2 separate regions of the Lactuca sativa genome follow, and region 1 is linked to region 2. The links are chromatin contacts, called in public Hi-C maps. All regions are on one chromosome and are shown on one strand. Each heading gives the region's core, a stretch centred on a gene start, on an enhancer-like site or on the middle of the called end of the contact. The rest is flanking DNA. Distances are from core to core; before and after follow the strand shown.

The links. Hi-C and Micro-C count contacts between places; a contact is called where the count stands out from the background.
Region 1: a contact with region 2 is called in a Hi-C map of leaf, with 3 times the contacts expected there. The contact joins the promoter of LOC111906079 here to the promoter of LOC111906083 in region 2. A contact is called at or near these places in 2 of 4 Hi-C or Micro-C datasets (leaf and seed).

Annotation. Positions count from the first base shown.
Region 1 is chr6:18,394,313-18,399,739 of Lsat_Salinas_v11, forward strand. LOC111906079 reads left to right here and starts at 1,625. Exons shown (of 5, transcript XM_023901818.3): 1 at 1,625-1,783; 2 at 2,207-2,476; 3 at 2,560-2,665; 4 at 3,118-3,261; 5 at 3,368-3,765. The coding sequence starts at 2,220. The coding sequence ends at 3,613. LOC111906080 (a long non-coding RNA gene) reads right to left here and starts at 655. Exons shown (of 6, transcript XR_006184098.2): 1 at 257-655; 2 at 1-135.
Region 2 is chr6:18,250,801-18,255,643 of Lsat_Salinas_v11, forward strand. LOC111906083 (vacuolar-processing enzyme) reads right to left here and starts at 1,541. Exons shown (of 7, transcript XM_023901822.3): 1 at 1,292-1,541; 2 at 277-441; 3 at 17-173. The coding sequence starts at 1,486.

The sequences.
Region 1 (5,427 bases), core at 375-2,874, 140 kb after region 2:
TGTAACTAAGACGACTCCACCTTATAGCTCTGTAAATGGAAGCCACTGTGGAGCAACCACTGATCTCTACATAGTGAGGATGCAGGGTTATCGTTCTTTGTTGCACTCTTATCTGCATTCGCCTTCTTTATTATCCTTCAACAATACCAAAAAGAACATATATGATTTTTTTAATGAACTTGAAATGCCCTGAAATTACATATACACAAAATTAAATCCAACCCTAAAGTAGAAAAAAAAACAAATATCTCCATACTCGAAAAGCTCTAATTTGACTTCTTTCTTCGACAATCGTTTGGTTGTATAGGTGAAGAAGATGAACATACCAATGAACCTTTAATTTGTTGAGAATTCCATAAAAGAATGTTTGGATCGACATAGAGGATGGATTAGGGCTCATGAGGAGAGAAAGATTGAACATTTGGTCGTGAATAATGACCTTGAGAGATTAAACCAATGAAAATATAGAGTTAGGTGATTTTGTTTCCAAAATCAAGAAGGTAAAATCTGGGGATACAAGTCGTGACAAAAAAAAATGAACCAATTAACAGATGGCGTTGGGTGATTCTGTTGAATAGCTGAAGATAAATCCCTAATCTTGTGATCGAAGATTTCTTAATTAAGGGAAATTTGTAAGTTGAGGATAATGATTAGTTGATTTTAAGGGTTTCATATATCTATTTAAGCTGAAAGTCGTGTTTATATATATAAAAAACGTATTTTGAATGCATTTTAAGTAAATATTAAAACTAATTTGCTTAATTTTAGGAGCTGAGTAATTAACAATTGAAGCAATGAATGGGCGGGAAAATTAGTCAAGACTTTATGTGGTAATGACACGTGGCATAGTGTTAATGTAAAAAAGAGCCATGTGCACCTTAAAGAGCTTTTTGTTAAGAACTAGTTGTGAAACTCGTATATTATACAGGTTGATTAAAATAAAATGTTAAATAGAAAAGATTAAATGAGAAATTTATCTGAATTAAAATTATGAAATAACTGAAAATGGAAGAAAAAAAATGTAAAAAATAAATAAATTTATAATTATGTGTTTAGTTATTAGATCCATGTACTAAACGGGTAAATTATAACAAAATGTTAAACACAAAAGTGTAAACTATAAATTTATTTGAAATTAAAATTAAAATTCAAATTCAAAATTTGAAATTTGAAATTTGAAATTAATAGTCATTATGATAGGTTTAATTTATGGAAACTAAATTAATGATATATTGAAAATAAAAAATGAAGTAAATGACAAGTGGAAAATAAATATATTTCAAAATTATGACAAAATGACATGTGACCAATTGAATGAGAGAATGAGATGTGACAAAATCATTCTTATATATTAAGGACTAAATAAATAAATGTTCAAAAAATATTAAAGATTAAATATGTATTAAGTAATTTTTTTCGCATTGATTAGAGTTGCCGGCATAAAGATTAAATCAATACATTTTAAGGGGTAAATATAAATAAAGAATTAATTATCAAGTATGTAATTACTACATATATCTTTATGTTTTTTTAATAGGCATTGGCCCAACAAATGAAATTGAGTGTCCCGTGAACTTGAAGACTTGAAAAATGAAGCCCGAGGCCCTTCACCTTTGGGCCTTGGCTGTTACTCCCTTTACGCAGGTCGAGCGTCGAGGTCGCAGTCTCGCGTACGTAAAGCAACGTTAAGAGAAAAAAAGGAACACCGGAACATCGAACAGGCGTGAGTCACCGTTTCCGGCCTCTCTCCGACTTGCTTTCTTCCTTTTCAACTCTTTCGGCAGTGAGTTCAAAACTTCAAATATTGGTTTTAACCTATCTTATTTTTGGGGTTGATCTTTTGAAAATCCTAAATTGCTAGAAATTGTTGAGATGCTTTAATCTGTTTATATGAGTATACGTGATATATAGTCGATTTTTAATTTTTAATATGATTCTGATAAATCATTTCTGTGAAATGTTTTAAGTTTAGAGTCAATGGATGATGTTTATGTGGCTACTGATTTTGAGATTCGAATGTTGTTTGGTAGATACTGGAACTAATCATCCAAGTTCAATTTTGTCAGAAAATATAGTTTTAGAGCAAAAGGGTTGCATCCAAGGTGTTTGATGTTTTGTGTCAATGAACATTTCAATTGTACTTTCTAAGGATTTAGTGGATAAAGTTGAGACACGGGCTTAATTTGTGTTCTTGATGTCTTTGCAGTACCTTTTTACTCATGGAGGGAGAAGAGAGCTTGCTTGATTCAATACTTGATGCAGACAATGTTGAAGACTTGGAAGATGTTGATATGGTTGATGTAGAAGAAGGAGAATTTGTTGAGAACTATCAACAAACTGAGTTGGGACAAAACAGCAGTGGAGATGGTGGCACAATATCTCAAGAACCTAAGAGTAAAAGTCAGAAACGTAGAAATAAGAAGAAAAATAGGAAAAAGAAAGCTGCTTCAGGCCCTGGCGTCTTGGACATTAACAGGTATTTGCCTTCTTTTTCCCTCTCCTTAACCCTAACCCTAATCATTTCCCCTCTTTGACTTATGGGTTTTATGTCATTTGTAGATTTGTTTTAGATACTTGTAGGCGTTTGAAAGAAAGAAAGTCTTACCTGATATGGACTGCAGTTGGTTGTTTGGGTGTCCCTGCTGTTAGTGATCTTGTGAAGGAGGTATAGTTTCTTGGAAAATCTTTAATCTTTAATCTTTAATATATGAATCAAATCAACCTTATTGTGCATTAATTTAGCATTGGGGTAAACAACTTGTATCCATGCATATTGCATAACTAGAAAACATGGGTTCCTTAGCATTATTCTGTAGGAAACCAAGATTTATGTTTGATCTTTATATATGTATATAGATTACTTCATTTTTTTTGTTGGTGTCTGAACTCTGATGCTGAATGTTGTTTCCCTAAAATCGCAGATTTCTCTTCCAGAAGCCATTTTATCAGTTTCAGTCTGTGGATCATTGATTATATCTTGATGGTGTGTTTGTATGGCTTTGATTTGCTGTTTCTTTAGAATAAAGAGTGTTATGTTTGTTAGCTTTGATTGTTGAGTGCATATTTTTGGTATTGGATCTTGGATTGGATTATTTAATGATGATGGAATGGTGACAGGTGGATGCAATTCAGGCATGTGGTGGTCAGATGACTTCAGATGGAGGGCGATATAGGAATGGTGGTGGAATTTTGTGGAACATCCTTAGAAAACGTGATCCAAATGTATATAAGGAAATAATGAAAAAAGGGAGGGAGTTTGAGGTAATTTTACATACATTTTTACTCATAAATAAAACATGTATTATGACTATTGACTATGAATGATGATTAGTATAAGATCATGATTGGTGGATTATTGTTCTTGCAGAAGCAATTTAAACCACCGGATTTCAGGAAAGCAGCAAACCAGAGCAAACGGGGTTTGTCTGAAGCTGAAGCTGAAGCAGAAGTAGAAGGTGTGAAAGAAGAGGTGGAGAGGGATGAAGGGCAAAATGGGGAATTGGACATTGAAGAGAGACAGGTGAAGAAAAGACCTGTTCATGAAAGAATCCGTGTGCCTGTATCCTATGATGACTTGCTTGAAGTTGAGGATCCGAAAGAAGAGGCGAACTAATAGCAAACAAGAAGGATATGGATTGAGAAGTTTTATGATGGTTTTGTTTCATAAAATCTGTGTCTTTTGAGTGGATTGGTTCTTTTTTGTGGCGAATGAATGAATGAATGGATGGAAGTTTTGATGTGCATTTGTGGGTTTGTTTTTGGTTATTCGTTTTGTTTTCCCATGCATATACATACATACGTACATGATGTTTTTGGTTCTTTGCTTTGATGCAACAACACTCCACTAGTTGAAATATGATCATTTGAAGTCTTTTATGGTAATATGAAAGTTGTGTTTTGAGCAAAAAGGATGTTAATGTTGATCAAAATGTAGCAAGATATGGTAATTGATAAGGGTTCTTGAGTGGCATACATTTGTGAAGTAAGAATAATTTATTTATTACATGTATTTATAAAACTGAGGCAAGGGACCTTGCTCTTGCAATGAAATGTCATCCCACAAAGAAGAAATAACTAGATTGGTGACAAAAGGAAAATTCAACATATACTGGCAATAAGATCGGAAATAAAGAGAAGCATTGGTGGGCAATGCACAAATATCAGGAATAAGAGGGGAATTGGCGCCTATATTAATCTTCCAGGCATTTGAGATTTTCTAATTTTTTTTATTTGAAGTGTTTGTTGACTTATTATGGTTTATTACTGTTAATAAGTAGTTTTTTGTATTTGGGTGAAACAAACTAAAAAGAGTTTCTTGACATAAATAAGGGGTGTTTGAAATTGCTTATGTGAATAAGGAGTTTTAACAGGAGAGGATAAGTTATTTTGGAACGGCTAGCAAAATATCATTAGCAAACAAAACAAAGACTTAAACGAGAAGCTCAAACCATTACAAGAAAACGTTTAAAATGGGAGAATTACACCAACTAGGCCAATCAATCAAATTCAAGTTAGACCTAAGCTTAATCTAGTTAAAAGTGAATATACTAATGTCATCCTCCATAAGCATAATTGTTCGCCTTTTGTTCCTAAAGACAATAGCGTTCCGCTCTTTCCATATCATCCATATAGTGGTACACACGAGAGAAAGCTTCAACTTTTGCATCTTCTTGCTGCCAATATCCGCCTGGAGCATCTCCTTAAGATCATCACAAGAGGACATAGATGATGAAGAACCGATGACCAATTTACCAGCCATATCCACACCTTTGTAGCAACAAAGCAAGAGAAAAAAGTGTAATCTAGATTCTCTTCCGACACCAGAAAGGACAAAGACTTGAAGTAACAACAATCCCTCTCTTGAGCAAGTTTGAATATGTATGATCCTATTTTTCAGCATCCGCCAGACAACAATTAATCTCGAGTGGTATCAAGTTGATCCATGTAAACATGTTACCATTCCCGCTATTACCATCAACAATCATGTGCTTTAGGTCTTTATCCAAGAAGGTGCTTTCCCCATTGCCATTCCACAACCATCGGTCCAGGCCATTCGAAAATTGAAAATCACCCACATACTCCATTAAAACCAAAAGTTGTTGACTTTCTCTTCCTCATCTTAGATGTCTAGACTAGCACCAACTCTACATGTTACTAATATCCACCCTAATGTTTATACAATCCATAAATAAACAATTCTTGTTTGTCTCCAAGGCATATAAATTTGGACAAAGCTCCTTCAAGATTTTCATCACCATGTTGGTGATTTTAGTGTCACCATATCATTTTAAGTAACTAGAACTAATATGTGAGCTAAGGAGCTTCATAATTTGTACTTTAATATATGTACGGAGTTTGTGCGGAGTGCATGCATGTATAAGATCGAATTAGAAGCCGGTTCGACAACTAGTCGGGAGTCCGGGGGCA
Region 2 (4,843 bases), core at 291-2,790:
GTAAATAGTAACTTACCAAGAACACCAGGACCACCATGATCGGTGTAGTAAACAAAAATGCGATCATTTGGACCGCTATCTACAACCTTTCCACTTCCACCTTTGACTTTGGATTTATCACCGAGTAAAACAGCAAAAAAGTTGTCAACATTCACATCTTTCCCAGTGTAATCCTGTTTCATTTTAGTTTTTCAATTATATTATGATCTCATAATATATATGATATTGTGAATGGATGATGATAAAAAAAAAAAAAAAAAAAAAAAAAAAACAAACCTTGGGTACTCCATGATAAACGTCATCACCATCTGGGCTGTTGATTATGACACCTTGTCTGGGATTCTCTCTATTATATGCAATGTCGTCATACATGAAAACAACAATGTTTTCTTCCTTCACACCACCGTTTCTTAAGATTTGATATGCATGACATACATCTGCCTGGAGTCATTAACATAAATAGAAAAGATTTAAATACAAGTGAGGCTTGTAATTTCTCAAGGACAAATATAGAAAAGTGAAAGCTTCAATGAGGTCATCCTATTGCATACAGTAACAAACTAACTTTCTTGAACCACATACAAACAAGGGAAAAGTTTAGTTGATCTTGTATAAAAGTTGACTTCATACACTAAGAAGCTTGTTGAAAGCAAAATAAGGAGGTTTTTATTTCTTAGATTAAATGAGCAAATGGATCTCAAGATTTGATGATTTTTATCTGGGAATTTGTTTTTTTGTATAGCTTCCATAATTCCTAAAAGGTAAGGTTCCATGATCAAACCATGTTTAAATTTATATAAAGACAAGCAACTTGCTAGCATAGAGACAGAGTTCAAATAATTACTTACCGGAATCCACAAAAACTTTTCAAATGTTCAATCAAACAAAATACATAATCGGACAAAAGTAAGCAGTAAATAACTTGTTAAAAATCAATCATTATGAATCCCCTAACCTTGCTCAAGCACAGTTCCTGCTGACCCCAGACAAAATTTTGACTGAATATTCCTTTAACACGTTACTTTTCTAAGTCGAATTGAATGCTTTATGCTCCCCAAGGAAAAAATTGATATCTATATGGATTCAGTAACAAATCTAACAGAATCATCATCCTTATGTTAGATATAATTAGAAAATTTTCTGATTAAATTTGAAGAATTAAAGTTTGTGGCTCTTCTGGAACAGGTAGAGTAAGTAACGACGACGACAAACTGATCGTAATTCGTAACCTATCAAGGAAAAACTAAAAATGCAAAATTCAAGCATTTAATATCCTGTTTACTACGATTACCTGATGCCTGTAGTTCCAGTAACCATTAGATCCAGCAAGCAAGACGGCCCATCTGGTACCAACGGAGTCGTCCTTTCCAGCGTCGAAGAAATCAAGCTTTTCCGACGGCAACCTGAGAAGATCATCAGCCAATTCACGGCCATGGACAACTGCGATGATCGAGAAAGCAAGTAAACAGATGACGTAACGACTCATTTTGGTCGTCGACGAAGAGAATATTCTCTGAAAGGATTGTTAGCAATGTTCTTCAGGTGATGAGGCTGAGGGTGTATTATATAGACGTATGGATACTACTGCACCCAATCGGAGCTCTCATGTCGGATTTAGTGTGGCGGCTACATGTACAAGTTACAACCACTCAATGCATACTATACGATATCTGTATTTGTTTCTATACGGGAAGCTTTGTTTAATATTTCAAATTTGCATCGGAGGTCTTCGACTTTTGTATTGTGACAATTTAGTCCCTCGTATTCTTGAATTGAAATTTGTAAAGAATGGGGGACAACCTACCAACGTACCAAAAATATTCCCAAGACCCACTTTACATCTAAACTCAAAAGAGAAAAGAAACTCTTTTTTTTTTTTTTTGCTTTAATAATATAATATTTGATCTGACATATTATTTAATGACAGTCTTTAACTTATAATTATATATTTAAAATACTTTTTAATTAAAAACATATGTAAAAAAGAAACAACAAATTATAGGTTTTATAAGAAAAAAATAAATAACTTAATTGTTATTAAAAAAACAGATTAAAGGATAGTTTCTTACTAAAGTAGATAGTTGTAAAGTCTGAATATACAATCATTAAAGTTGTTTGTTTTATACTCAACTGTAAATGTTTGAATATGTTTATTATTATTATAATTGTAGAAGATGTTAAAAATGATGTCGATAACAATAGAAATAATGGGAAAATGATTGATAAATTACTTATTAGGTAAATAGGTATTAATTCAAATCAACCACCTATAAACAATGTTTTAATATCCAGTTTAAATTGGTCGGTTGAACCGGTCGGACCAAAAATCGGGGATGAGTGCGGTTCAACAATAATCAGTTTTATGTCAATTTTTATATGAGATCAAACCGGACTATTCCTTCTAAAAAACGGGTTGAACCGAAGTAATAAAATCGGTAAAAAACTGTTTTATTAGACTTGGATAATTAAATTTCATTTAGCCCATTAAAAAACAACTTATTTCTAAAACAAATTGCATAACTTAATCGATCAGGTTAACCAGAGTGTATACAACTCGAAATCAATGCACACCAATGTCAGTATGTACGTAAAAAAATAAAAAATATATAAGAATTATGAAAGCTAGATTAAACCGATCGAACCGAAAGCTAGCCACCAAACTGATTCAACTGATTTTTAAACATTGCATATAAATAAATAATAAATAGAAAACAGTTTAAATGTGAAATATCAAATACAAACTAATATATATGAATAATAACATCAAACAACTTCACACAAAGTTGTCATAAAATAAAACACCACAAAGTTGTCATAATTGAGAGACGAAGGGGGTGATGTGTAACATGTAGGGCCATTAAATATCTTTTGTGATGATGTAGAGTTGTGGGTAATTGAGGTCCGCTAATTGAATAAGAGGGTATTAAAATGGCGTCGCGGGGCCCATTTGAAGTGGGTTTCTTGTACATTTTAACTTCTCCCGCATGCTACCGCTTACCGGTAAGATATTTTAATATATTATTTAGTTTTCTAAAAAATAATTATAGGAGTAATTATTGGAGACCGAAGGTATTTTATTAAGATAACATAAAAATATCATATTATTATAAAATGTATATAGGTAAATGGTAATATAAGTTAATAATTATCAAATTCGAAATTACGAAATGTTTTTTTCATTTATACTAAATATTTTTTTAAAAAATATTTTAATCCTTAAATTCAAAATGTTTAATTTCATTATTTTTTCAAAATTTTGGATTGTTCTTCAGATTTCAAACATGTTTTATTATTTTCAAAATCATATATGAGAGATTCGTTGAGAACTCATAGTTTTCTTAGAATCCGAGACTAAAGATGGAACGTTAGATCAAAGTTAATTCATTAAGGGCTCGTCATCTTATCAATCTTATTTAATGTTTAATTCTTTGTGTTATTGAAAATACTATTAAAAAGGGTCTAAAAATTAACAAAATAAATCAATTTTTTTGATTTTTTTTTTCAAAAAGTGTAGATTATTATTTTTTTTAGAAAACATGAATTTTAAAAAAATTGTAATTTTTTTAAAAAAAGTAAATTTAAAAAAAACAATAAATTAAAAAAAACTTAGAATATTAAAAAAAAACTATTAAATTTTTTAACCCAAAAAAATCAACGTTTTAAGTGCCTATATGTATATTTCTTATACTATAATATTCATAAGTAAATTATATATAAAAAACTCATTTTTATTTACTAATATATAAACGCAATAGTACAAGTATTTTCTTGATACAAAAAAAATATAAAAAACAAAAAATGCTATAAATTTTCAAAGCGTTTTTATGTGTTCGTGTCAGGATTTCATATTTTTCTTCAATTTATTACTTCTCACCTCTTAAATATTTTCCACAAATGTGTAACTTCTGGTTTCTGGTATGAACTTAATTTATTTAATAATTCATTTTTGAAGGGCTACTCGACGAGTTGGTGGCCCTAACTCGTTGAGTAAAAGGCAATATATGCGTGGGTTTTAAGTGAGCTACTCGACGAGTCGCAGCCCTGAATCGACGAGTAGGACAGGCTGGATGAAACCCTAATCTTTAGGGTTTGAACCCTATTTAAGCATCATATCTGGCCTCCATCCCAACCTCCATCACATCCAAACCCTAATCCACATTGAGTGATCTTGAGCTATTTCTTTCCATTTTGAGTGTTATTTGTGCTTTTTGAAGATTATGGAAGAAGAAGAAGATAGAAGGCTCAAGGGGGAAGAAGTAGATCTAGGAACTACACTCCATTTGCTACATTTTCTGGTAATCAAGTCTCTAACTTGATCATTCTTCTCTTAGATCTAATTGTTTCCATTTTATGAAGGTTTTGGTTCAAGAACCTTGGTCTTTGGGATTGGGACGTCCCAAGTGACTTATATCTCAGATCTAGGATCTAGGAAGGGTTCCATGGCATAAAGGTGCAAACTTTGTGATCATGGAAGCCCCATGCAAGCATATAAGCAAGTTCATGGCCTTTTTAGCCCTAAAAGACCATGCATGGAAGGCAAGCTTGGGACTTTATGTGTCCAACAGATGTTAAAAGCCTATATCTAGTGTATCTTTCCTTGGTTAGGGTGTTATGGCTTGTGGACCAAGATTCATGCTTTAGAGAAGTTAGGGCTTGGGTTAAACCCATTAAGAGGGACTAAGGAGGGGTAAAGATGGAAACTTTACCCTTAAGAATGTATTTACAATATGTAGATGAAGTTAGGAGTATAGATCTGAAAGGTAGGAGCTTAATCCATTGAGATGGCTCAATCAGAAAGGGGAACTCGACGAGTCCAGGAAAAGACTTGACAAGTTGAAGCGGG